Linked DNA regions of Triticum aestivum: region 2 is linked to region 1. Evidence: chromatin contacts called from public Hi-C data. All regions are on one chromosome and are shown on one strand. Each heading gives the region's core, a stretch centred on a gene start, on an enhancer-like site or on the middle of the called end of the contact. The rest is flanking DNA. Distances are from core to core; before and after follow the strand shown. Region 1 holds the start of LOC123046536 (putative glucose-6-phosphate 1-epimerase). Region 2 holds the start of LOC123046537 (probable protein-S-isoprenylcysteine O-methyltransferase).

Region 1 (7,006 bases), core at 2,890-5,389:
AAGTGATTAAGTGGCAAAGTGTAGACCATGTCGCCGATCAGTCCATGACACACGCAATAACAAGCGTACAACCTACAGGCTAGACTAGAGGCTACAGCGGCACCGTGCATCACACAAGCTGACAAGTACAAGTTGAGTCGCTACAGCGTACAGCCCTTGCTAGTTTATTTAATAATAGTACACAAGTCCAATCTGCTAACTGCTGCTATGGTGCTGCCATGTGATCCATGTGTGCCACAGAAGGGTGGAAAACGGAAGCGAAACACTTCTGTGGACCTGGAACTTTGGTTTTCAGTATCTACCAATTCCTCCGAACTAACCAAGGCTAAAACGGTACCAGATATTGATATATTGTACCAAAAAATCTAAAACCGCAAAAACCTGGTTCAGTTCAGTTTTAATATGCAGTGTCTTAACTGAGATAAGCACTCTGGGTTACAGAATTATCAATGGGCAAACTCAAGCAAAACTTTAGAAACCCTGTTCCACAGTGTCCACTATCTAAGCATGAGGATGCAGTATTCTAACAAGCCAGGATAGGTAACAATTTTGCCCTTATCCATTGACTCAATCCCAACGAGAGGAAACAACTTAACACCCAAGCATACACTTATTTATCTGCAATAATTTAATAATTACTTGAATATGTTTTCTCTACTGTCATACTGCTGGCACTAACCAATAAAAGCAAGACCAATATTTTGAAAAGTTGTCCATATGCCCGGCACTAACAATATGAGAATCAGAATTAAAGCAGCAGAGTTTCGCATCTGCTCCAAGAAAATGTTCTGAATTTACTAGCCTTGGTTTAATACAAGCGCCGCAACTATCACATACATGAGCCTGTACCATGGTATTAGCAATATGAAACCAGGGTAGAAAACCAGCATATTTGTACATCTGCTCCATTTTTTAACGAAACTACTGGTCTTAGACTCTTGGTAGTTGGCTCAGTACCAATGACACAAATACCATGTATATAAGCCTATTGAAAGGTGGATCGGTGTCTGGTGGTGCACCATTGCCGAGTAAACCCAAGCACATATACCACTGGATGTCTGGACAGCTTTACACTAACATGATTTCACTGTTGCAATTCTAAACCCTTGGAGAAGTTTGAGCTTGAAATATCCAGGGAGGGAAAAAAACTGAGGAAAGGGAGGAAAAGAAATTGCAAAGCATAGGCGCACCTTATGTCAGACACGGAGAAGTATGTATGATATGCAAATGTAAATGAGAAAGGCTTTCCATCAGTGTTGGTGTTTCTAATTCGAGAAGTGAGAAACAAATCTCCTTTGGGTCCAAGAGCAACTCTTAACCGGAATTCGAATCTGTAAGTCATAATTTGTCCAAAACATGAGCAGAATCAGAATTGGCGACATGAAGAAAAGGAAGGAAACATGATCTCTGGATGGTAGATCACGGACCTGTGAGGCCAAATCTTGAGATCTTCTTCAGAAGGCTTCAGAATGAGGTCTGCATAAGTTTTAATACCAGTGTTTACTGGGAGTGGTGGAGGATTATCATCAACGAGCCATAGCCGGTTCCTTGCAAATCCATGTTTTTCAAGATTTCCATGTGTTCCAAACTGCATTAATATAGTTCATTTGGATGACCAGAGAAGGCTTACATTACAAGGAATTTATGGAAGTAAATATAGATGAAGCTGCCATACCTGGGGAAAGCAAATTGGTATGCCACCACGAATTGCTCCCGGGGACTTGAAAATTGCCTGAAAAGGATTGTATTTTGAAACCACAATTCAGAGATGCTATAATTACTGCAGTAACACGTAACAAATCAAATAATTAAGTAATATATGCCAGTATTACAGTGTGAAACTTCGTAATTAATGGGGCTAAACTTCCAACGGTGCAAAATAAATATAACACCTAACATGGCCAAAATTGCCAATACAGGCGAAGATGAGGCAGTTGTTTGTGGTTATGCTCAAAAGGACACTTGATCAGAATGTGATAGGCTTGTGGTCAAATGGGGACAAACAACAAAATTAATTAGTGGGACAAGGATGACAGGATGTGTCAATGCATCCTATAGAAGTTTATCGATACAACAAAATAATGACTTAGCCAATGAAGTCATCCATGACCTCATGAATGCCTCCGTACCTTGCTGCTTACAAAAAGTAACTCATCCCCCTGCTCATTCTTCCAAGAGGTAACTTGTCCTCCATATAGACGGACCTAGCAAAAGACAAGACAATTGATTAGCAAGACTGGTCTGAGTCTAAAAAGGTGATGATAATTGGCAATAATACACGTAGGGACCAGGCCATAAATATTTATTTTGCAGCACGGATAATTCTTGAGATTTGGCAGAATAAGGGTGGAAGGTTAGGTAGCAATAATGCAGGAGAATTCAGAATGGTTGATCTGAATCCTACTTGTACGCACGCATGACACAAAACAGAAGTTTAGAGCCTTTTTGCCTGACAAACTTTAAGTACTGCCATGACAAGAGTAAAAAGAAGGATTAATCCAAACATCTGACTAAAATGCTAACCTACTCGTCATGGCACAACTCATTCATCTACAAATGACACTGCCGTCTTTGTAACAATAGCTCCACAGACCACAAACAGGTTTTCCTTACCAGTTGGCACTGATATGCTTATAAATGGCATATGGTGGCAAACTAATTTTAATGAGATCAAATTTCACCATTTTTCAACCTTACGGTTCTTAATAAGCTATAAAGGCTCCTCAGAGACTGAGAGGTAGACAAAAGTAGATGCCTTCGGTAAGACTACTGGGGTTTTGTTTGCTAGTCCCTGCCCCTCCATTCCAATAATGCATGACCGGGAAACAGAGCAACGCATACTCAAGTTCATCTTGTAATTCTAAAGTTGTCTTTGGTATAGCTAAGTTCACAAGTTGAAACACACCTCCCATAGCTTAGTGCTTCGGGCGAGCAAGACCCTGTCATGCTAAGCAGCTGGCACAAGCTGACAAGTACACCGAAAGGAACACATCAATCAAAGTTAAATTTGGTATGCAGGTGACTCGATCGGCCTAACACGCCAGAACCACAATCAGGAACCCACTGCCCTGTGGTTCCCACAACTTGTCATTAAAAAAGGAGGATTGGTAGGATAGCACCTCCCCCTAAAAAAGGGCCATCAGACGCATATGGGACCAAACGCCAGCAGACAGGGGATTAGCCATCCGATCCTGGAAACGTTAGGGGGGTAACCTACCTAGTCCCCTCTCGCTTCCGAGAGGTAGCATAGTCGGTGCGTCTTTTCCGCTGGGTCCCCGAACATGATAAAGAATTAAAGATGATTGTCTGCGTAAAACTTGTGTCCTATCGGTTATCACCATCACATCTTACCCAGTCCAGCTACCAAGCTGTGAATGCTACAGTGACGTGTGGCCGCAGCCGCGTCTCTTGGCTTTTGATTTTTTACAGGATTTGCGCGCACACAAAAGTATTTTGGTTTGAGCCAACTCGCGAAATCTGATTGCAGCAGCGCTCCCCGGCGATTAAACTGCGTTTGACTGACGGGAGGACGGCGAAATGGCACCGCGAATTCCTCTGATCAAAAGGGGAAAGATAAAAAGAGACGCTAAGAATTAAACCCTATCATCAGAGCGCGGTACGACATAATGCGCCTCGATTTGATGGGCCAGCCGAACCACGAAATCCGCCCGAAAATCGCGCGCGCCGGACGCCTGTGATTCTGAAGCCGGCGCCCCTGCCCCTCCTTAACGCGCGCGCGCCGGCGGAGCCCCGCGACGGATCCGCGCGGAATGCGCTCCGAATCGGCTCAAAACGGGCGGGGGAGCGGGAGGGGAGGGGGGAGGGGGGAGGGGGGAGAGGCGGCCGTGTACCTCGGCGGTGAACCCGCGCGGGTCGCGGAGCACGATCTTGTCGAGGCCGGAGGGGCCCTTGGCGCGCTCGAGGAGCGGCGGCTGCAGCTTGGGCGACTTGGGCGTCGGGGGCGGCGAGGACGCGCCGGCCATTCCCCACCACCAGCTCGCGTCCCGCGCCTTCCTTTTCGTCCGCCTGGTGGAGAGGGAGAGAGCGAGTGGAAGGGGATGGAGATAGTGGAGTGTGGAGAAGAGAGGAATCCAAAGCGTGACGGCGAGTATTTATAGCCGGAGTGAGGAGGAAGAAGAAGAAGAGAGTGGGTTTGTTCTAGTGGTGTGGTGTGGCCTGGCCGTGTGGGTCGCCCGTGTCTGACTGGGCTCAAGGGCCTACAGGGGCGCGTGCGTCATCGGCTTTGCTGGCGCGTCCGGTCAAGCCTCGGTGTCATCCATGTCATCGTGTTTGTCCGGCAAAATTGACAAATTTGACCTATAAACGAAATCAAATCACAGAATGAACTGTCCGTGAAACTATTTCACGCGGCTGACCTTTTTGTGTGACGCCCGACACGAAGGCGCCACACTACAATGTGCAACGCCTCACAGATGGGCGCTACACGCCTGGCCAGCGTCGCATATGTGTGATCCGAAAATTACTAAGTCAGTGTGCAGCGCCTGAGAGCTAGACGCCACACTGTACAGTGTAGCGCCTTGCTTCTAGGCGTTGCACTAGTGGTTGCTTCATTTTGTAATGCAACCACTAGTGCAGCGCCTGAGAGCTAGGCGCCACACTATACAGTGCAGCGCCTAGCTCTTAGGCTCTGCACAATGACTTAGCAATTTTTAGGCAGTTTGGGGTGCAACGCTGGCCAGGCGTGTAGCGCCTATCTGTGAGGCGTTGTAAAATGTAGTGTGACGCCTTCGTGTCGGACGTCACACAAAAAGGTCAGCCGCGTGAAATAGTTTCACGGGCAGTTCATTCTGTGATTTGATTTCATCCACAGGTCAAATTTATCAAATTTGCCTGTTTGTCCATGTATTTGTACTGGCGTGGGCGAGGTTTGTCCATGGATGGATGTTTATGGTCGCCGTCGCCAAGTGAATTAAAGCATTTTTGGAACGCAGGAATCCAAAGACAGAAGCATCATAGAAAAAATCCTCCGAAATTGACAGTCTTGTCTCATGGATCGTGCGGAAAATGAAAACGCCTGAATTCTACTAGTAGTAAATTCTGAGCATTATGCCAAGTCTAGGACTTGCATGGTTAGCTAGTACCACAACAAAAAACCTAATCATCTAAGTTATGCTCAGTTCTCATATGATCAATGTTCAGTAAAACAACCATTTTTTTAAGCACCAGTCTTTACCTCTATCGTTGCTTAAGTAAAATATCAGCCTTTTTTTCTCTAAGCACTTTGCATTATACATATTCTTAGAGTAAAGGCCTTGGCAAGTTCGATACAATGTTCTTCTAAGGCAGCGGACTCCCCCAAAGCCCACACTAAATCACTGCAAATTATTCCGATGAGTGGAGAGAAACACTTGTGTTGTCGTGGACTTCTTAAAGGAAATTGAATACGAGATTGGAGCTCATGTTTAGGAACCTCCCATGCAGGGAGAACCCGACCATTGTGGACTTCCAACATTTTTCATTCAGTATCTTGGACCGCTCTCTCTAGAATTATGTGTGCCAAGGGTTCCCCTTCACTTGGTGCAATTGGATTGAAAATCTTAATACCTCTAGCAACTCGGCCATCCTTCTTAACGGCAGGTCAAGCACATGGTTTAGATGTCGTAGGGGACTACGCCAAGGCGACCCGTTATCTCCCTATGTATTTATCATTGTCGCAGCGACTGGTCACTCAAGCCTCCAACTCTGAATTTTTCTCCCACCCCATTTACCAAAACTTGTTGTACTCTGTTCTTCAATATGCAGAAGACGCTCTCATTGTCCTCCAGCCAAACATCGATCAGTTGCGGTCTCTAAAAGACCTACTTCTACAATTCTCCGGAGCAACGGGTCTAGCCATAAATTTAAAAAAGATCACTTTCGCACCTATACACGTGGACGATGACCTATCCAAAAACATTGTTGATATCCTTGGTGTATTGTTGCTATCTTCCCACAATCTTACCTTACCCGGGGCTACCTCTCTCTACAAAAAAACTGAAATTTTCATACTTGTTTTTCATCATTGACAAGGTTGACCGCGGGCTTGCTGACTGGAGAGGTCTAATGATTTCTCTTGTTGGCAAGGCGATCTTGGTTAGAGCGGTGCTTAGGCACTGCCAATTTATGTGATGAGTACTCTTCTACTGCCCGTGGGGACGCTGCAAGTGGTAGACAAACGATGTAGGGCATTTTTGGGCTGGGCAGGAAAAAAATTACAGGCAAATAGTGTAAAGTGGCTTGGGATTTGGTGTGTGCACCATTCTCTCATGGGGGTCTAGACTTCTCCTCTCTCAAACACATTAACTTATGCTTACTACTAAAGCATCTTTCCAAGCTTCACGAGAATGACACTAATTCAAACAGATCTTAGATTCTCTCTAAATATGGTTGGTCCACCGATCGTGACCTTGGGGCTCCAGGCAATTCCCACACTCTGGTCTAGAGTGACATAATTAAGGGGTTGGACTTCTTCCGTTCCATCACTACGGTTAAGGCCGGGAACGGTATCACCACCTCCTTCTTGTATGACCTATGGCTTTCGAACTCTACCACTACCTTGGTGCAACAATTTCCAACTCTTCTTTCTCACTCCGACATGCAACATGCCTTAGTTGTCTAGGTGCATGCTAACCCCAACCTCAACCTTAACTTTGCCAATAGACTCTCTCACGCGTTGGGCGTGAAATGATTGATATGCGCATTACTATGGTCTTGGTTAACTTGAACTCGCGGGTTGCTGATAAAAGAATTACTATGCAAGGGTGCAAAGCTCTAACCACCAAGCTAGCAAACTGAGTTGTCCAGAGTTTGCAGTCGACTGATTGAATGGCCATTGTTGTCTGGAAAAACTATGTGCCAAACAAATGTAGAATTTTCATTTGGCTGGCACACAAGGACCGCCGGTACCCAATGAGAGGCGCTTCCATCGAGCTATCACCACCTCACATGCCCTTTTGTAACCAACATGAGAACATCAACCATCTTCTATTTAATGACCAACTACTAA
Region 2 (7,006 bases), core at 1,236-3,735, 270 kb after region 1:
CACAATAAAAACTGTAGAAGAAGCACACAAAATAATATACTTAACTCTTATATGAAATATTCACATTAATTGGGCACATTCTGAAAATGGGGAGCCTAGGATATAGAGGTAGAAATACGGTTCTTTTAGAAGGATACGGTATCCGCCTTGCAAAGAAACGCCACAACACCAATGTAAATACAACTGTAGATACTGGATTGCACAGCATAACCTGCGTTCCAACTGCCCATAGAAGAAAGCCTGAATACCCAGGATGCCGCATAAATCTGTACAATTAAGAACATACTTTAGCAGCTATAACCAATTATGCAGAACTATCACCATGTTTTTTATGTTGCAACGAAAAAAATGTTCAAGTTGGAGCACATGCAGAGGAAGGCAACAACAGTACTCAAGACTATAAATGTTGAATTGTGATGCAAGTACCTATAAATTCCATGAGTTACCAACTGATGCTGGTCTTCATACTGAATCCGTATAACATGTGTAAAGGCACGTCCAGCTGTTACAACAGCAATTTTACGAATAATTTCACCAACAAGCACCATCAGAAGGCCAATATTACTGACAAACAGATACCCTTTTATTTCTGGGAAGAAAAGGCTTTCTGTCAGGTGTTCCACCATCGCAAAACTCATTGCCAAAACATACTGCTTGCTGATAAGAAGTGCTGCATCAGAAGCACCTTAATTAGCTCACAACACGGTCACGCAGTTACATAGTGCAAATTACAATTAAATGGTAAAGAAATAAGATAAATGAAATAAAGAAGCGGGCACCAATCTATGCATGGTAATGTTCTTTCAGGGGCTCTTTGGATTTGAGCCAACAGCTGCCAGCCAAAAAGTTGGCGTTGACTGCATGTTGGGCATATGTTTGGATGAGCACCAATTTTTTGGTCGCCAATGATGCATGGCCTTCCTCAGCTCACTTTTACACCAAACCTTGGGTGAGGCGCCGGTGAGCAAATAGCTAGCCAATTTTTTGGCGTGCCCATGATTTGGCTGGGCTAGTATGGGCAACATCCAAACAGCCGCTCATATTCTTTTTGACCATCTTATGTGTCAAATTGATAACCTACGATTATGAATTTTCTGATTGAGCTATTATCCAGTCAAATTGCCATGAGTTGGTTGCAGGATCCTATGGGTTTCAGATCTAGCCTCCCCCCACTTGTTTGGGACTAAAGACTTTCTTGGTGTTGTTGAACTAAAAGATTTTAGAGCCGGGGTTACGTGAACTAAAAAATGCAAGTTGGACAAATCAAGTTTGAATAACTATTTTAATCATCCCCAATTTGTACTATCTATGAAGATAAATACTTATGATGGCTTATGAAGCACTAAATTAGGAAATTAATTCATCAGGCATATTGGAATTTAATTGGTAAAATACTACTCTGTAGAGGCACTCAAATTACACTTTCTGATTTTGGAGCTTGACCTCAACCTTTATGTCAGCCCATTGGTTCTGAGAACCGAGCGGTGCTCGGTTGGCTAGAGCACACATCTGTAAGCTTACCCACCCGCGTTCGAGGCGCAGCCTCTGCAAGACGCCTTGTTTCTTCTAAAAGGCCGACATGGGAGCTAGTCTCCATGGGTCGAAAAAAAGATAATTGCTCCTTATCCCCTAAATTTAACACAGTATAGTACTCGGTAGCTTCTTTCTGTTGAATTCTTAAGCTAAACAGAGAAATTCTTACAATTGCATATAGATCGGACAGCAGAGTTACACCATGGTTATTTGTCAGTTAAATGCTAGGTGAGAAATTGCCGAGACCACGACACCGATTATTATGCAAATAGGGAAACTGCCAAAGCATGCATTCTGCCAATTCCTCTTAAGTCATCTCAACTATCTAAACAAAATCAAACCAAACCAATAGCAATCCAGTTGGATCAGACGAAACGACACATATTGGCATCCTCATGGCCCCATATATGTGCTTCACATTACCACATGTTAACCAGGGCGCTTTAATCTAAGCATATATACAAGAATCATGTGCATCGGTAGCACCTTCTCTACTCTCTACCAGTAGTAGTATCTAGACAATCTCCCGAGCAACGTCTCTGGATGGCAAAGATGGGGGCCGAAGAGGCGATTCACTCACAGGTGGCGGTGACGTTGCTGTGGCCGTGGAAGGCGGCGGCGAGGACGTACTCGGAGCCGTGGAAGAAGACCAAGGCGGCCGCGAACTGCCACGCCTGCGTCCGCGCCGCCATGGGCAGAGCGGGGATCTGGGGACCGGAGCTTGCGCTGGGGCTCAGGGCTTGGGCAGCGGGAGCGGGAAGAGATGCCTGGCGTTGGCGAGGTGCTGGGAGGAGGAGATGCCGCATGCGGAAGCTTTTACTGGGGACCTGGACGGGGACCGGAAAAGCTCGGGGCGGCCACGGCGGGCGAGGCGGAGCTGTCGGGCCGCCGGGATGGATAGAGAAAGGGGGGGACTCCTATTCCCCGACCCACGCGGTGGAAAGCAAGGTACGCACGGGACTTTTGGCCGGCCCATGTGGGGGCGGGGTGCCCCTGTTTTTATTTCCTTTCGTTTTTTCCTGCTTTTTTTTTGCTTCGTTAAAAAATGTTCGGGATTTCAAACAAAAATCTAATCTCAAAATCTTCACGAATTTTAAAAATGTTCTCAAATTCAAAAATATTCGTGAGTTTGATGAATATGCTCATGGATTTTAAAATGTTTGTAAATTCAAAAAATGTTCATGCTTTTGAAAATAACTAGGACAAGTGCCCGTGCGTTGCACTGGGCGATAAAATTAATAGAACCTTCTCAATGTGCTATTCCGCAACACTTCACATATCCAATTTTAACGAACAATAAGGTAACCTGAGTATCATTTTCCCTCGATGAAGTGTGAATGTGAAGAAACCTCCCTGACATCGTTCATCAGAATAGTCTTTCACTCTTTTTTTGTTGTTCAGAATAACACGAATTTTAAAAAAATGTGGTTTTTGCAATTTTCGAGAACATTATTTGAAAATTTTAAATCATTTTTTGATGACTAGCATGTTTGATTTTGAAAATTATATTTCATTTGTAATTGTTTTTTACTCTATTTGGGCTTGCCCGAAACATAAGGACTTGGCCTACATAACACACACGATCTCAGAAAAAGAATACACCTTCTTTCTGGTGAGACCACAACTGCACGCATTGTCTCTCTTCCGATTCCGACACATACTACAGAATCAGGAGCGTCTTTTTCATGGTTACTACTTGCTTGCATCAATTCAAATTGCTACTTGCTGCAAGCTGGATTCACAAAGGAGCATTACTCTCTCGACAGTACTGCTGAGTTCAATTTGTCACCAGTGAAATAGTATTGTTGAGTTCTCAGAGTGTAGGGCTCAGGATTTAGATTGAAACAAAATGATAATTGGGAACTAATTTATCAAACAACAACTCGGGGTAATTTCCTCAAATACTTCTGACTCGTTCACTGTTAGGGGTGAGATGATCCAAAACGCATGTCAAATACTATGTGCTCGTGATACAGTGAACTACCAAAAACTTCATAAAGCACCTGGGAAATTAATTAATAGTACAGACTACTTTTAAATTAGGACATGAGTAAGATGTAAACATTGTGCCTCCAAAAATTATATGTATCAAAGATCTGCACTAATTCATCCACTCTTGCAAGCACTCATGAGTACTCACCTAGCATGCCTAGTTAGCTACAAGCATCTACATGATCACCAACTATACAAATATGAGTTTGGAATTTTGGGCTACTTGGTAGTGTAGTGTGTGCTAACCAAATACATAATTAAGATGATATGCTGGAATACTCTGTTCTGGTCACCAATCTACATCACTGTCAGGTAGTGCATGTTCTGTCCACCAATGTACAATATACTATTAGGCCTGTAGATCAACCGCATGCATGTATGCGAAAAATGCATCTATGGAGGTTACATGCATGTCATGAGTAGTTATATCTGAACTCGTTTCTTTCCCTTAGGAAAAATTTAAGTTATATATTAAATCCAAAGCATTCGCAATTTTTTTGTTAAATCCAAAGGGATAAACGGTAAGAAGCAAGTCTTGCAGAATTCTCGATTCCCTAGAAAAAACAACATACAACAATTGCTAATGTTACTGTCAGTCATACACATAAATGTATCTCTAATGCATAGCACTATAATTCAGGACCTTTAATTTTTTTTCCTGGAGCATATGTTGCTTGGTATGGATCTGGGTCTCTCTAGTAAGAGACATTGCTAACTCATCAAGGTTAATGAGTGCCAATAAATACGTCCAGAGAGATGAACGGTTGGTTGCCAAAGCAGCCAAAGCGAGTTGGGGAGGAAGAGAGGTTGAATACTGTAGGTCGCCAGAGGACCAGAAATCATGATTTCAAGCCTACTTGTCCACATACCTCAAGTGTAAAACCGGCCGACAAAGTTCCGGCAAACTGTGGAACACTGTCGGACACCGGATTGTTTTCCATCCAAGCCTGATGAGGCGACATTGGGCAGTCTTTCGACGAAGTAGGCAAAGAAGACATTGAACAGATTCTATCTGACGTCGTCTTGTTTTCCTGCGAAGTCAGTGAAGGTGACATTGGGCGGTCTTCCGGCGAACTCGGAGGGCGGCGACATACTTGCAGTCTTGCGAATTTACCGTGCAATTTAGCTCGATTTTCAGTCGATCCTTTTTTTTATTGCATAAATTCTTTGTGGAACCCGGATGGAGGCATCCATGGCTCCGTATTGGTGTAATTCTCCTACGCGGATCCGATCGAAAACAACACGACACATGAGAGAAGCCAGCGGCGGCGAGGCCGTATGCACGCCGTACGCCGTGGGTTCTGTCATCTGTCCTCGACCGAGTGACGAAACGTCGTCAACGCAGTATGGGCTGGCAACTAAAATAGACATATGGGTCGGCCGTCCCAGTTTCCTTTGCGTCCTCGGCCCTTTGTTTCTCGTTTCCTTTGCACATACGTCATACGTTTTGTCAAACAGACTCTCAATCGAACCAAAAAAATAGTGTACCTATAAATCATCAAAACAGGACGAAACAAAGCAAAACCAAACTAAGAATACCTATTCCCTTTAATAGTAGGTATAGATTACTTTTGTACTGTGGGTTTATTTCCATAAAAGTCAAGAGGTTTTCTGTAAAAATGCCGCGACGGTGAACCCGACAGACTCAATCCATGCTTTATTATTAGGGAAAGATTCATGAATTTAAAAAAATTGAATTTGGAAAACATGCATGAATTCAAAAAACGTTCACGGGTTCTGAAAAAATGTTCACAGATTTAACAAAGTGTTCTCAAATTTGTAAAAATGTTTGCGAAATCGAAAATTGTTCATAATTTCAGAAACTATTCATGAATTTGTAAAAAAACTATGAATTCAACAAAATGTTCATGACTTCAAAAAATGTCCACGGATCTGTAAAAAATGTTCACAAAATGTAACGATTTTTTTAAATGTATGTGTTTTTTCTTTCACCTCGGGTTTTTTCTTCCGGTTTTTATAGTTGTATCTCTCGTGGAAGCAAAATTGTACCTTTGTGGAGGAAAAACAAACGCGTTTTTCCCTTCCTGAGTTGTGCTTCTCGCAAAAGAAGCATGTGCCTCCATGAAAATTTGTGCTTCTCACGAAAGAAAGAAAAAAAACATGTTTTATCTCTCTTTCCGATAGGCAAATATGTGCCTCTCACGGTTCCCTTTCCGAATGTGCCTCTCGCGGAAGTGATCCTGTGCCTTCACGAAAAGTAAATTTGTACCTCTCGCGTAAGAAAAAAACATTTTTTCATGCAAAAAAATTTGTGTTCAAAACCTAAGGAAAACCCGGGCAAAAAACGAAAGGTCATAAAAACAAAAAAAACATCAAAAACCCGAAAATGCGTATAGAAAAATAAAAGATCCAGAGAAAACGCCCAGTAGGCGACATGTGGCGGCGGCGCTCTCACCCCACCCAAGATGACCCTTGTGGGGCTCCCGCAAGGGAAACCCCGCGGTTAGTTGCTCTCCCTACGCGATGCCCAATCCTATTTGCCACTAGCGGTGACAAATAGTTATGGCTTTGCTGAAGCAAGCTTTCAGTTGGGCTGGCCCAAGTACGGATGCGTGATGTTTTCTTTAATTGTTGTCTCCTTCGATGTTTCCGTGTATTTTGTTTTTCTTATGTGGTTTTTGCTTCTGTTTTCTCCACTGTTTTGTTCGATTTCCAGTTGTTTCATTCCCTTTATTTGATTTTTGTATTTTGATTCCTTTTTTATTTTTATTTGTTTTGGTTCCTTTTTCCGATTTCTTTGCTATTTTTGTTTTGTTTTCAGTGTTTTCTTTGTATGGTGGAGTGTTGATCGACTAAAAGGCGACATGTTCAGCGGTTAGGTGTGGCGAAGATGCGCATGTTGAGATAGATGTGTGACCACATAAGGAGGGACCTATAGTCCGAAATAATGATATACGAGATAGAGTTGGGTAACACCGACTAAAGAGAAACTTGGCCAACATCGTCTCAGATGGTTTGGGCATATTCAACGCAGACCTCCAGAAACTCTAGTGCACAGCGAACGGCTAAAGCATGCTCATGATGTCCAAAGAGGCCGGGGTAAATCGAACTTGGCATGGGAAGAGTCCGTAAAGAGTGATCTAAAGGACTGGAGTATCACGAGAAAACTAGCCATGGACAGGGGGTATGATTCTAATATCGAGGCACATAGCCTCACTAAGCATACTTTAGGACTTTCTTTCGAACGCCATTTATGGCTCCTCGATACTCCGGACCTAAGTTGTATCTCAGTGTATTTGGACTACGATCAATAAATAAAGTGTGTCCAGACTAAAAAAGCTGGTTACAGCGCTGTATCATCTAATGCCATCGCCAATTTTGAAGAAAAAATATCGCTTGCCTGCCTATGGACTGCTATGTCAAAAACTAGGCGGTTTTTTTTGTTATTTTTTTAAATGTTTGTGTATTTTTAAAAGGCGAGGATGTCAAAAAAGTTCATCTATTCAAAACCAATTGCAGA

The links. A called contact is a pair of places that touch in the nucleus more often than the background predicts.
Region 2: a contact with region 1 is called in a Hi-C map of leaf, with 4 times the contacts expected there. The contact joins the promoter of LOC123046537 here to the promoter of LOC123046536 in region 1. A contact is called at or near these places in 2 of 5 Hi-C or Micro-C datasets (both in leaf).

Annotation. Positions count from the first base shown.
Region 1 is chr2B:658,642,540-658,649,545 of IWGSC CS RefSeq v2.1, forward strand. It overlaps LOC123046536 (putative glucose-6-phosphate 1-epimerase), which reads right to left and starts at 4,140. Exons shown (of 9, transcript XM_044469935.1): 1 at 3,852-4,140; 2 at 2,130-2,204; 3 at 1,676-1,732; 4 at 1,428-1,588; 5 at 1,191-1,331. The coding sequence starts at 3,983.
Region 2 is chr2B:658,915,616-658,922,621 of IWGSC CS RefSeq v2.1, forward strand. It overlaps LOC123046537 (probable protein-S-isoprenylcysteine O-methyltransferase), which reads right to left and starts at 2,486. Exons shown (of 4, transcript XR_006422404.1): 1 at 2,114-2,486; 2 at 427-670; 3 at 1-266.